Regions from separate parts of the Pan troglodytes genome. Here region 2 is linked to region 1. The links are chromatin contacts, called in public HiChIP or PLAC-seq maps. All regions are on one chromosome and are shown on one strand. The core of a region is the stretch at or near the end of the contact, and the rest is flanking DNA. Distances in the headings are between cores, read along the strand shown.

Region 1 (6,474 bases), core at 1,421-3,920:
TCTACAAGTCTTCCCAAACTTATCTTCTTTTCTTGCTAAACTTCTATTTCAAATTTTTTATCTTCCTCCCCTTTATATATCAGCATTCTCTAGAAGAAACTAGAGCATTTTAGATGGAAAATGTAGACTTTATGTAACAAAAAGAAATTTCAAAATCGTATCTCTTCCCCAAATCTTTCTAGGTCATATATTGTGTCAAGAAGATAGCAGGCTAATGTCACCCTCTAATGGAATAGTGTTTTCAGGGATTTAACTGCTCAAATGGACCATCCTTAAGGTTATTCAACATTTTGTTCTGACTCCATTTCACCAATCACCTTCTTAAAAAGATTTTTTTCACTTCAAATTCAATTCTAACTCAATCTTCTCTTGCAAACCAGTTTCCCATTTTGACTTCTTTATATTGTATTTCTAACAGTTTTTTAATAAAATTAATATATGTTGGTGGAGCGCTGTGGCTCATGCCTGTAATCCCAGCACTTTGGGAGACCGAGATGGGCGGATCACTTGAGTTCGGGAGTTCAAGACCAGCCTGGCCAACATGGCGAAACCCCATCTCTACTAAAAGTACAAAAATTAGCCAGGGATGGTGGTGCATGCCTGTAATCCCAGCTACTTGAGAGGCTGAGGCAGGAGAATCGCTTGAATCTGGGAGACAGAGGTTGTAGTGAGCTGAGATCGTGCCACTGCACTCCAGCCTGAGTGACAGAGCAATTACATTAGTTATGCATTGTTCGTATGTGACTATTCCTCTAAAATACGTGTTTAAAGTCTTTGGATTCTAGCATATTAAGATACCACTGTTTATTTAATCAATCTCTTACTATCAAATATGTAAGTTGTACCCAGTTTTTTCAAGTTATCAGAAATATTGCAATTAAAATCCAGCTATATTATTTAGTGTATCTTACTATTTCCTCAGACTGATTTCCTAGAATGGGAGGCAGACAGTTTGGATGGAATGCTAGATTTATTCCTTTCTATTGGTGTGACTCTAGGCAAGTTGTTGAGTCTTTCTTTGCCTTGGTTTATCTGCGAAATGGAGATTATGATAACACATAATTCATAGGATTGTTGAAAAATTAAACTTAGTAGAAGTTCCAAATAAGTATTTGCTGTTGTTATGAAAACCTTTAAAGTTTTCAATGCATATACAACATTTCAGGATGTTAAAACTAAAGTTTGACCCTGCCACTTGGAAACAATAGTCTCCAGAACCCACACTCTTAACTGCTAGGTTTACTAACACTCATGAGCATAACAACTCCAGTTCTAGGAATTTAGGCTGAGGAAATACATGACAGACACACACAAAGTAAAATACATGCAATAGATGTTCCACACCGAAGTTAGGTGCCTGAACAAAATGTTCAAAAGATAGACAAAAAAGCTAGGCTTTCTACTTTAGATCACTCAGGCAAAGACTAAACAAGTGCTGAGTGTGGAAGAAGTGGATTTGGGAGGTGATGTCCTCAGCTAAGCCATGCTGTGACAGCCTGCCCATCACCAGAGAGAGGGGAGCATGGTATCTCCCACCACAGGCTTAGTGACTTCTTCCTTTGCTGTGTCCCATCCTCTGAGAGGCCAGAAGATGCAATTAACAAGGAGAAAGAGGGAAAGAAAGGAGTGAGAGAAGGTGACCAAAACCACGGTGCAAAGAACAGGTGCCCCGTCGAACACAAACCTCAGGTGGGACAAGGAAAGGAAATGTCTTACCTGTGAAAAAAAAGACTGAAGTTGGATTAATAGCTTGGATTGTATACTCTTAATTTCTGAATCAAGCCAGCATTTGTGGCTTAGAACATAGGCCAATCTATTCCCCAAGAGCAAGCAGAACAGAGGGGCATCCAAGTTCTCAGCCAGTGAGTAGGGGAAGCTTCCACCACCAAATAAATTTTTAAGTAATGATAGGAGACACAAATGAGGAATCCATTATGCTTGTCCAATGGAAAGGCTCCACATAATAATAAAACATTGCCGCCCAGAAAACTTGTCTCAATTTATATTCCAATGAGCAGTGTACAGGAGTCTCTTTTTCCCTCACTACGAAATATATGATCTATAATTTGGTTTCCCAAATAGATTTTTTTTTTTTTTTGAGATGGAGTCTCGCTGTGTTGCACAGGCTGGAGTGCAGTGGCACAATCTCAGCTCACTACAAACTCCGCCTCCCGGGCTCAAGCCATCCTCCCACCTCAACCTCCGGAGTAGCTGGGACTACAGGCACCTGGCACCACGCCCAGCTAGTTTTTTTGTTTTGTTTTGTTTTTTGTATGTTTAGTAGATACAGGGTTTCGCCGTGTTGGCCAAGCTGGTCTCGAACCCCTGATCCACCCACCTCGGCCTCCCAAAGTGCTGGGATTACAGGCGTGAGCCACCCTGCCCGGCCCCAAATAGGCTTTATTTGTGTGAAGAGAACAAACTGAATGGCTGACACAGATATATTGCTTAGCAAGTATATTTCTAATAGTAAATAAATAAATTGGCATTTTAATTTATCAGCCAGCCAGTGTTTTAAGAGATTAGTTAACACAAATAAGCCCCCTAGAATGAAGTCACTTCTCACAGAGATGACAATTCAAGTTCCCCACACGTGCCCAGCCGAGCAGGTCTCCAGCAGCCCCAGCGCGGGCAGCCTCCAAGGTCCTCCGGGAAGCCAGCTGGCTGGCAGGTTGGCCTCTCTTTAGCACCATTTAAACTGCAACAAGCAGAACAGCAGGCTTTGAGGAGTGAGGACATGAAATGTCCTCCGGGGACCAAGAAACTGGATGTTCACAGATCCAGTTTCTAATTGCAAAGCAGCTAATCGTAGAGCATCTAATTGAGAGGCAGCATTTGAACAAAGAGTGGAAATAACCCCGACACCATTCAGCACGGAATCAGACCCAGGCCTCTCAATGAACAGCTCCTTCCAACAAAAATAGCAAGTCTGCGGCGCCACGTAAAGGTGCTGCCAATGGGGTGTGTGCACATTACTGTGACAGGCAAACACAACATCAGGAAAACACTTAATCTTCCTGTTTATCCCCAGAAGGACTAATAACCAGAGTGAGAGGGAGAGCTGCATTCTTCTTCATTTAGAAACGAGCTCCCACTAATGCCTGGCTCTCCAAGTTTATAGACCAAATACCTGCTCGCACTGAAACTGCCACATATTGTAAACCTCACCAAGGAAGTGAATCCATCACGTTCTCACTCCCTTAAGAATAGTTTTTCCCTGGAGTACATAACCCATTACTGCATGTCTTGTAGAAATCAAACGCAGACTCTATCTTCCACCACAGAACAAATCGGTTTTGCAGAAAAATGCACAAATCATGACATTTTGTTTTTCTTTCGCTTTAAGGCTTTTATTTCATTATGGTTATTGTTTTCTTCTTTTTCTTTGTTTTCAGGCAGCAGTTTCTAAGGCATCACTACACTTGGATTAGAGCCACAGCTAGGGAGGGGATGCCATTCCCCACTTAGTCTCTAGCTACAGGGATGGTACCGAGGCCCGCTCCGGGCTACAATGAGAAGCAGATTGAGGGGCCTGCAAACCCCGTTGATTTACCTTGAACCCTTTTCTGACTCTTTGTCTCCCACTCTTTCCTACAGGTTCCTGATCTGATCCCTCCAATCAGCAGACATTTCTCTGTGATGTCACTAACACTGTCAGTCACCAGACTTGTTCTTTGGGTTCAGGGACTTATTATTCACCCTGTACCCCTAGGGCTGGTGCTGGGTGTGGCACATGGTAAACCATCAATGAATATTTGGAGATGCCAGGCATGGTGGCTCACACCCCTAATCCCAGCACTTTGGGAGGCCAAGGCAGATGGATCACTTGAACTTGGGAGTTCAAGACCAGCATGGCCAATATGGTGAAACCCCGTCTCTACAGAAAAAATATTAGCCAGGCCTGGTGGCACATGCCTGTAATCCCAGCTACTCGGGAGGCTGAGGCAGGAGAATCGCTTGAACCCAGGAGGCAGAGGTTGCAGTGAGCCAAGATCGTGCCACTGCACTCCAGCCTGGGTGACACAGCAAGACTCTGTCTCAAAAAAAAAAAAAAAAAAAAAAGGGAATGAAAGAATGAACTAAATATATTTAAGGAGGACTAAATAAAGAATCCAAAGACTAACCTAATGCTAGATTTTAAGGAAATTTATATTTGTTGAATGCCTACTGTGTATCAGTGATAGACAAGGCACTTAAAATCTCATTTAATCCCCACACCCTCCATATCATACCACAAGTACAGCAGTTTCTGTATATATCTGGGCTTACCTCTCTGAAGACAAGCTGTTTCTAGATATTGAGCTATTTTTATAAGAAATTAGAAACACAAAGAATGACTTTAAGAAAGAAGGATCTCAGTGGTTTCTTCAGTCAACCTCTTCTTTGTATTATGTCTTATCAATGGCCAACCAAATATCTCTATCATTATCTATCTATCTATCTATCCAACTATCACTATCTATCTATCTTTTTTTTTTTTTTTTTTGAGACGGAGTCTTGCTCTGTTTCCCAGGCTGGAGTGCAGTGGCTCAATCTCAGCTCACTGCAACTTCTGCCTCCCAGGTTCAAGCAATTCTCCTGCCTCAACCTCCCAAGTAGCTGAGACTACAGGTGCCCGCTACCACACCCAACTAATTTTTGTATTTTTGGTAGACACAGCTTTCGCCATGTTAGCCACGCTGGTCTCGAACTCCTGACCTCAATTGATCCTCCCGCCTCAGCCTCCCAGAGTGCTGGGATTACAGGTGTGAGCCACCACACCCAGCCTATTATGCAATTTTAAATACCTTATTTCAATTATCTACTAGTTCAGTGCATTTCAAGTATTGGTGGGATGTTTAATATGCCTATGTGAAGTCAGATTTTCTTTTCTAGAGCATTGGTGTACTGTTACTGTTTTTTGTATCTTTTGAATGTTCTATAAGGATTTCCCTTTCTCATCTCTAATGTTCCACTCTCTTTACTGGTCACACACACACTTGGGTAGGTTCATATTTTCACCCACGCCCCGTTCCCATACATCTCCTAGAGCCCATCAACAGCATTTGTTGTCATTGTAGATGCATCCTCTCCACTCTCACCCCGCAAAGCTTTGAAAAGGAACCCTATCTCTTCCAGAGGCTCCTTCCCCATCAACCCAAAATGACCTCATTTTTTTAGACATGAATATGCCTCAAGGGTTCCTTGAGGGTGAGCTATGTACGCCTAATTCATGACTGAATGATAATGATGCTAGCAGACATCCCAGAGGCTTGTCAGGGGCCTGGCAATGTGTTTAGCTCCCTGCAGAGGCTAACTCACCTAACCTTTACAATTCCCTCACAGCCTAAGTGCTAGTGTTATCTTCATTTCACAGAGGGGACATCTGAGGCTCAGGGGACACCAGAGTTGGAGGGAGTTTAAGCAGAATGGCCCAGTGTGACTCAGCTAGGTAGTAGCAGAGGCAGGATGTGAACCCATGCAGTCAGGCCCTCGGAGCCACGTTCTGACCACGGTACAGTCCTCTCCGTATGTGTGAAGACAGACAAAACCCTGTGGGCTACTTCACCCAGCAGGCCAAGAAATAATTACATATCCACCCAGGTATTATTGAGAGGAAAATTCAGCAAATATTTTGATCTGAGCATTTTTCAATTCTAACCATTTAAAAGTAACTTTCATTCTATCAGCAGGAGAATCACAGATTTCTCTGCTGTAAACAGCAAAGGATCGGGTCATACATGTAAAACTTTAACCATTTTCTTTATTTTATAGAGGAGAAAAGGAGTTTTCTTACGCTCATAGGCATTTTCTCAGTGAGTTAAGGAGTCTTTCCTTAGGCACACAGATGGGCCTTACAATAGCTTTAAGTCTACTGGAAGACTTAATTTTCTGAATCATGCTCAAAGACTAGTGCTTTACTCATTCTAGGCCCCACACAGTTTCTCATAAAACATTTCGCTTCTAAGTGAGTTGTGAAAATGGGACTCACAAAATGATGACAGAAATACTGCTTTAAAAACCTTTCCAGAAGGTTTCACAGAAATACAATAGAATATATGAGAAGAAAATGTCTAGTTGTTATACGAAGGTGTAAAGGAAATGAGAGAGGGTTACTTTTTACTGGAAACAGCCAGAAAGATTCACTTAAGACCATAATTTACTCATATAATCTGTTTTATTTAAAAATAATATTGAAATAGTACTAAAATAATCTTAACAGAAATTATGCAAGACACAACTAACATTAATTCTAGTGATTTGTACTAGATAAAAATAAGGAATTACTATGAGCTATTGAGAGAAATTAAAGGAACATTTTCATCATGAAATTTCAATCAAAGGAGAATAACAAGAAGACATCTCAGTCATGCCAACCTTTGGAAAATATACTCCCTGACCACTATTTCTGAAATTATTAAGGATGTTCAACAAAACACATAGACAAATCCAATTAAGGAGGAAACTTACAAAGATATAACAAAGAGGGAAGCC
Region 2 (6,474 bases), core at 2,597-5,096, 120 kb before region 1:
TATCCACCATAGTAAATCAAATACAATAAATCTAACTTTGATAACTTGCTATTTACAAAAGAATACAAAAATTCTGTCAAATTTTGACATAATTATCTAAATCATAACAAATTCTGGAAAATAAGTCTTTTCGCAAAGCCAGTATTATTATACCCAATGATCACATCTTTAGTCAATTAACAAAACAAAAGCTTTTAATTGCAGAAATTTAAACAGAAACTATTTTTCAGCCACAAGATATGTAAAATCATCCTAATGTTTCATTTACAGTCTAGTCAAATAATGATATAACAGTTTTCCTTCTGCCTCCATAAAAGACACAGGATTCCTAAGCTACCGAAGATCTGGTAGAATTTCAAAGTGCTAAAAAAAACACTAAGGTCACAAATCTTCACCTATCTGCCTTTCCAAACATGTGATTTTTAATACCATGCTGGGTTTGTAGTAAACAAACTGGCAAATGTTTACTCCGAACAATTTTGAAAGCAGACAGCATCACTACATAAAATAATCCTAGATATCTAAGAAAAAGGTAAATTAATATTATAAAATCAATCCAAGGTTTGGTTCTCAATGGTTCTCTGTACAACTACTATGGTAACTTCATGACTTTAACTTACTATACAGTTCTCTTTATTTTAATTAAAGGGTTATTTATTAAAGACACCATTCACCACTCTTAAGTTATACAGAGTGGCTTAGGATACAGTGCATTAACATTTCACCTTACTAAAATAAAAATTAACCCGTATTTTGAGAAAAAATTTGGTTACAATTAAAATATTTAACATTCACTTTAAGAAATGAGAACACTGAGGTAAGTTTTCAGGGTATTCTGATAAACATGTTGATATTTGAACCATTATTTAGATGTTAGGTATGTTTTTCTTCAAAAGCTACTTTTCTTAGATTCAACCAGAATTTAAGGGCCTTAGAATGAGCCAGACTCCAAGCTGAGTGTGTTGTTTTGGTAAATAAGGTATAATTATTCCCATTTCACAGAAGAGGAAGCTGAAGTATGAGGTGTAGTAACTTCTCAAGGTCATACTGAAGTAGTAAATAGAGTTTCTATAGTTTTTAATTTTCGTTTAAATTGTACTCCCAGGTAATTGTTCCCCTTAAAATTCTATAGTACCTAACTAATAAGTTTAATTTTCCAATAATTTTTTTGATGCAAACACCTATGACTGTCACTACAGAACATGAAATACTTGAAATAAGATGCCGTTTTTAGCGTAAAAAATACTTTCAATCATTGGGTGAAAAATATTTGGGGAGCCAAAAACTCCAATTATACTAATCAATCCTCACCATACTTCCCTAAGAAGGAATTCTCTTTTGTTTTTTAAAGATGTGGAAGTTTAAATTACTGTCATGAGTCAGTGTATGAGAAGAAAATGTCTAAGTCCTGACTCTCACTTCCTGCTTTGATGACACTTTACCTCACTTCCTGAAGATGTTGTAAGCCTGCAAGGTAACACCAAGGAGCTCTAAGCTCCTACTCTCAGTGCTTTCCAATACTTCTAAGATTCTACTTATTAGGCCAACATCAATCTCCACCACTTTCCCTGCAGTTAATGATAAATTATTACAATTTTATTGATCTCAAAAGCTTCCAAATTCTGTTTTTAAGATCCTTTTCTGCCCTTTTATCTTCCTAAGATAAAAATTTGGTAAATTTCTAAAAGCAATCTATTTTTTAAAAAAAAAGTTCTAGTATTTTTTAAAGCCACCTATCCGCCAACTGACTCTTTTGGATGAAGGTATTGTAGATGCCTTTCTGCCAAACATTTTCTGTGTACCCCTTTGGTTTTTGCGCAACATCCACCTTACAGCAGAAGACACAAGAAATAATTTTGGAGAATGAGCCTTCCAGATACTGTAAAGTTTCCCTCTTTTTCCAAGTACAAATTTGACATATCACAGAATATGCTAAATCCTTTACCTATAATTTTCATTTATGTCCACATTTCTAAATAACATATGTAAAATACTGGCCAGGATTTCAAGTCATTAAAAATGGAGAAGGGGTGGGAAACAACTACACTAGAGAAAACAACTTATAAAAAAGAAAAAATATGGACTATACCAGTCTCCTAAAAAGACTCACTGACTCAGAATAGAACTAAAAATCTATGCCGGGCGTGGTGGCTCACGCCTGTAATCCCAGCACTTTGGGAGGTTGGGGCGCGCGGATCACTTGAGGTCAGGAGTTGGAGACCAGCCTGGGCAACACTCTGAAACCCCGTCTCTGCTAAAAATACAAAACTTAGCTGGGCGTGGTGGCACACGCCTGTAGTCCCAGCTACTTGGGAGGCTGAGGCACGAGAATCTCTTGAACCCGCGAGGCGGAGGCTGCAGTGAGGAGAGATCACGCCACTGCACTCCAGCTTGGCGACAGAGCGAGACTCGGTCCCAAAAAATAATAATTAAAAATCTACTTAACCTGTAAACCGGGGTAGAGGCGCGGATTTCCCAGCTGAAACCGACTGCCTTTCACTGCAAAGGTCTGTTACATCCCAGCGCTGCCCACCACCCAAAGTTAACACCAAAGGAGTTCAAAACTCCTCAAGAGTGGCCCACAGAAAAGGCGGGGGACTTCAGGGCTTGCCAAGATCCCAGGAGCCGGCCAATCCCGATTCTGCAGACTATTAGGTCCCCCGACTTTTTTGCACACCTACCCTCTGGTCAACCGAATAATATCCCCTGGCTGTATAAGACCTCCGATCTCATCCCACACGGAAATAGTGATGCTGCCCGTTTTATCTGCTACTTTGCACGATCTCACTTCATGGCCGTCTTTGGTTTTGGTCACGCGTCCTGTGAGGATTTAAAAATCAAAGGGAGGGGTTGTTAGATAATGAGGACATCCAGAAAGGCTAACTCCTCCTCCGGTATTTTAATACATCTGGAAGGTGGGAAGTGACCAAGCCCAGGGCTCCCGCCTCAGGTAGGATCCGATCTCGGGCGGAGGCCACTAGAGCCACGTGGGTGGGGGAGGGGAGGGAGGAGGAGTGGAGCCCCGGGCGCGCAGCGGCCGGCGCCCCTGTCTCCCGCCCCGGGAGGCACAGCGGGCGGTGGAGTAGGCTGCAAACCCCACTTACCTATCTCCAGGACAATAAAGACGACATTTAAGTTTTTCAGTCCGGGCTTAATATCTCTTATAAAAATAAGTGGGTCGTTGACCCTATTCATATTGGGACAGGCGCGGCTACGGCTGCGGAGACGCGAGTGGGCAGGGCGGGGTCAAAGCTTCCCACCCTCCCGGGACAGGGGCGAAGGCAGAGGGGCGACCTTGGGCAGGGGTGGCGAGAGAAGGGGCAGAAAGCGGTTAGTCAGGGACCGGGCAAACCAGCCCGGACAGCACTGAGCCTAAAAAAAGAAAAAAAAAAAAAAAAAAAAAGGCTCACAAGTTCTAAAGAAAAAAAGGCGAACCACTCCGCACACCAACCCCGCTCCCAACCGGGCGACAGGAAGGCAAGCGTACTAACTGCCCCGTTCTTTGGATAAAAGGAAAAAAAAAACGCAGTGAGGGGACACTTCTGCCCTGAGTCCCGCTCACTCACACGGGCGCGCGCCCAGCCTGTCCCGGGCTCCGGGAAGGAACGGGCTGTGACAGCGAAACGGGAGCGGAGACAGAACACCGCACGCCCAGCGTCCCAAACAGCGACTGATGAACACGCCCGCGCGCCGGCAGGACCCTCGGCCCGCCCCTCCCCTTGTGAAGTCACGCTGCGTCGGCACGCCTGCTGCCACGCCCGCCTGGTGCTGGGGAGGGGAAGCGAAGGGGCGGGACCCGGCCGCCGCAGCCCGCAGAGCTTCCCTCGCTCCTCCCCGGGGGCTGTCAGCGCGGGCTCCGCCCCCTCGTCCTTCCAATCGCTCTCGGCCCCGCCTCCCCCGCCCTCCCGTTCTCCGCCCACTTCAGCTGTCGCCGCGCAGCAGCAGTTCTGTTCGGTTTCGCCTTCCTGCTGTGCAGTCTTCTGACGCTTGCTGTCCAACTTTGGAGTTTTCTTGCCTTTTTTTCTCTCAGAGTTGAGCCCCTGCCCGGGCCCTTTAGTCCCTCGGTCACGAGGAACGGTGGAGTTTAGAACCTGTGAGTACGTTAGAAAGTTCGCAGTCGAGGAAGAACAGGGTTCGGGCAAGGGCAGCTGGTCCGGTACCAAGGGAAAACAGGCTGGGATGGTGAAGGCGTCAGTGGCTACAAGGCTGGAAGTTTAGCACCAGAAGGGAATTTGGAGATCAATTCAACCGCCTCATTTCAGGCATACTTAAATTGAAACCCAGAAAGATGAGGTAATTTGCAGAAGGTCACCCAGCAACCCCTGAGCAGGCAGGACTGCAACACAAATGTCTGACGTGGCCTTCCACTGTGTAATGCTAAGCAGATAGGACGTAAATTCCTTTGCAGACTTCTCATTTTTCCTTACCCCCTGCCTCTCATATTACACACCTTCCCCATTTAGCTTTTCTTCTTTTACTTTGCACTTGCTTTTGTACATCTAAAAGGAATTAATTATTCAACAGCAGTGGGAACCCTTGAAACATAATCTGGAAAAAAAGATTAATAAAGTTTTTTTTATGTCGCGTAGTGAAAAGAGCATGTGCTTTAGAGACAAACCTGGGCTCCAGCTATTTACTTGTGAGATCTTTAGGTCAACTGGCTTTTATTACAGCTTTTTAACCATAATAAAATGGGGATCCCTGCCTAGCAGAAGACTGATTAAATGGATCATAAATTGTCCAACTAGTGCCTAGCAAATAGTACATACTCAGTATTTTCCCCTTTTTAATCCCCATTTTACAGGCGATGGAACTCACCAGAGACCAGATAGCTAGAGAATGGCTGAACTGGGTTTTAAATCTAGTCAATCTTGACCCCAGAGCTCTCCAGCCTAAAGGTAATGTTTAGACTTGACTTGCAGTGGTGTCATTATAAGAGTCAAAAACAGACTGAAGAAATAAAATAGCAGAATAAAGTAGTGGGGCATTAAAGAATCATCTAGTTAACTCTTGGTGATGGTAACAGAAATGTTGGGAAAAGTGTCAGAAGCCTTAATTTTTTCCCCATTCTTTCTGAGTATTTTTAGATCAACCACCACTTCCCAAGTATTTGCAAACAAGCAGCATAGATATTATAGCCCTAGAAAGAGTTGCAAACATTATCACAACATTAGCAAGAGAGTCAAGGCATTTTTAAGGAAACAGAAGCTTCCATTTCATGAACTAATAAAGCCTAAGGTGCCAAAGACACTGATAGTCATACTGGAAAGTGGTGTAAAATAAAATTATAAGCATAATTTCAACATCAAATAAAACAAATGATGAAACATGCCAGTTAATGGCAGAGCCAGCGTCCAACCTCAATCCCAATCCAGATCAGAAGCTCTAATTCTACCATGGTTATCTGGCAGGACTTGACACTTCAATTGGATTGTACTCAAAGCTGTATTTTCTTAAACAGGTAAAATATTCTCACAGAAGCAATATTTAAGGCAGAGCTCTTTTTTTTTTAAGGTTTGACAAGATCTTCAAAAGATTAAGAATAGACAGGAAACCAATTAAGAATGTTAAGAGTTACTGCCAAGAGTTTGGGCAAAGAAAGTTTGCCACTCAACTCTCAATGATTTGCCCCCAGAAAAGGGATTAGGTTGGGCTGTTCAGGCTAATTATATGAACATTTTATAAAAAGAAATCAGACACAGAAAATCAAGCCCCACAAAAGCAGAAGCTGGTACTCCAAGCTGTGGCTCAGCCCTTCCCTTCCCCCACAGGACAGAACTCAGCTGAACATCTACTTCCTTCCCTACTAACTCAGCAGTTCTCAGAAAGGAAATGGCAACCATATGCTTTCTCATTAACCAAAACGAAAGGCAGCCTTGAGAAACAAGATGGTCTGGGCAATACAGAAACCGTTCAGCCCAGGCTAGTTGGTTTCAGCTACCTCTAAATCACTCCCAAAGGTGTGGTTAATAAAAAGAAAAAGGAGATGTCAAGGAGACAATTATTGCTATGCAGATATCTTTTCTTATATTACCATTCAGTGAAATAGATCTGCCACTCAGTCTACTCATTTAGGTCATAATGATTATATTGCTGATTCTTTAATACATACACAAGATTACTTCATGGTCTTCTTTTCTCTAAGGCTGTTGTTCTTCAAGCCTTCATTTTTCACAGCCTAAACATAAGCTTACTCTGAGATGATGGACTCTTCCACTTTACGTCCAGAACCTCAACACCATGTTTTAGTGTAAAGATGCTTAGTGAGATCCACTGTAATACAGAAGGGCATCCATTAGAATCCTGGACATAGAAGGTTCTGTTATCTGGGTCCTCACTGATAAAGGTTTTGTTGTAAATTTTACCCAGCACTCAGTACCCATGCTCACTCCCAGGTTTTGGTTTCTGGAATTACCAAAATTATTTTCACTTTGTTTGCACTATCCATCTATTTAAAACTATTACAACATCAAT

The links. HiChIP or PLAC-seq counts read pairs in DNA pulled down with a chosen protein or histone mark.
Region 2: a contact with region 1 is called in an H3K4me3 HiChIP or PLAC-seq map of stem cell-derived excitatory neurons, with 3 times the contacts expected there. The contact joins the promoter of LOC134806941 here to the enhancer-like site in region 1. A contact is called at or near these places in 5 of 7 Hi-C or Micro-C datasets (blood, induced pluripotent stem cells, a lymphoblastoid cell line and 1 more), 1 of 1 datasets of contacts at active chromatin or transcription factors (stem cell-derived excitatory neurons) and 1 of 1 other capture datasets (stem cell-derived neural stem cells).

Annotation. Positions count from the first base shown.
Region 1 is chr13:93,622,642-93,629,115 of NHGRI_mPanTro3-v2.0_pri, reverse strand. No RefSeq gene overlaps it. Among named protein-coding and RNA genes, the nearest start is that of CAVIN2, 280 kb to the left of the region's middle. Within about 2 kb of position 2,670, at least 2 of the 24 cell types and tissues checked have an H3K27ac peak or open chromatin away from gene starts, as enhancers often do. A contact at or near this core is called in stem cell-derived excitatory neurons, where this site is marked.
Region 2 is chr13:93,741,049-93,747,522 of NHGRI_mPanTro3-v2.0_pri, reverse strand. LOC134806941 (nucleic acid binding protein 1) reads right to left here and starts at 3,846. Exons shown (of 6, transcript XM_063790634.1): 1 at 3,567-3,846; 2 at 2,682-2,820. LOC112208389 (a long non-coding RNA gene) reads left to right here and starts at 3,761. Exons shown (of 3, transcript XR_002942846.3): 1 at 3,761-4,093; 2 at 4,805-4,898.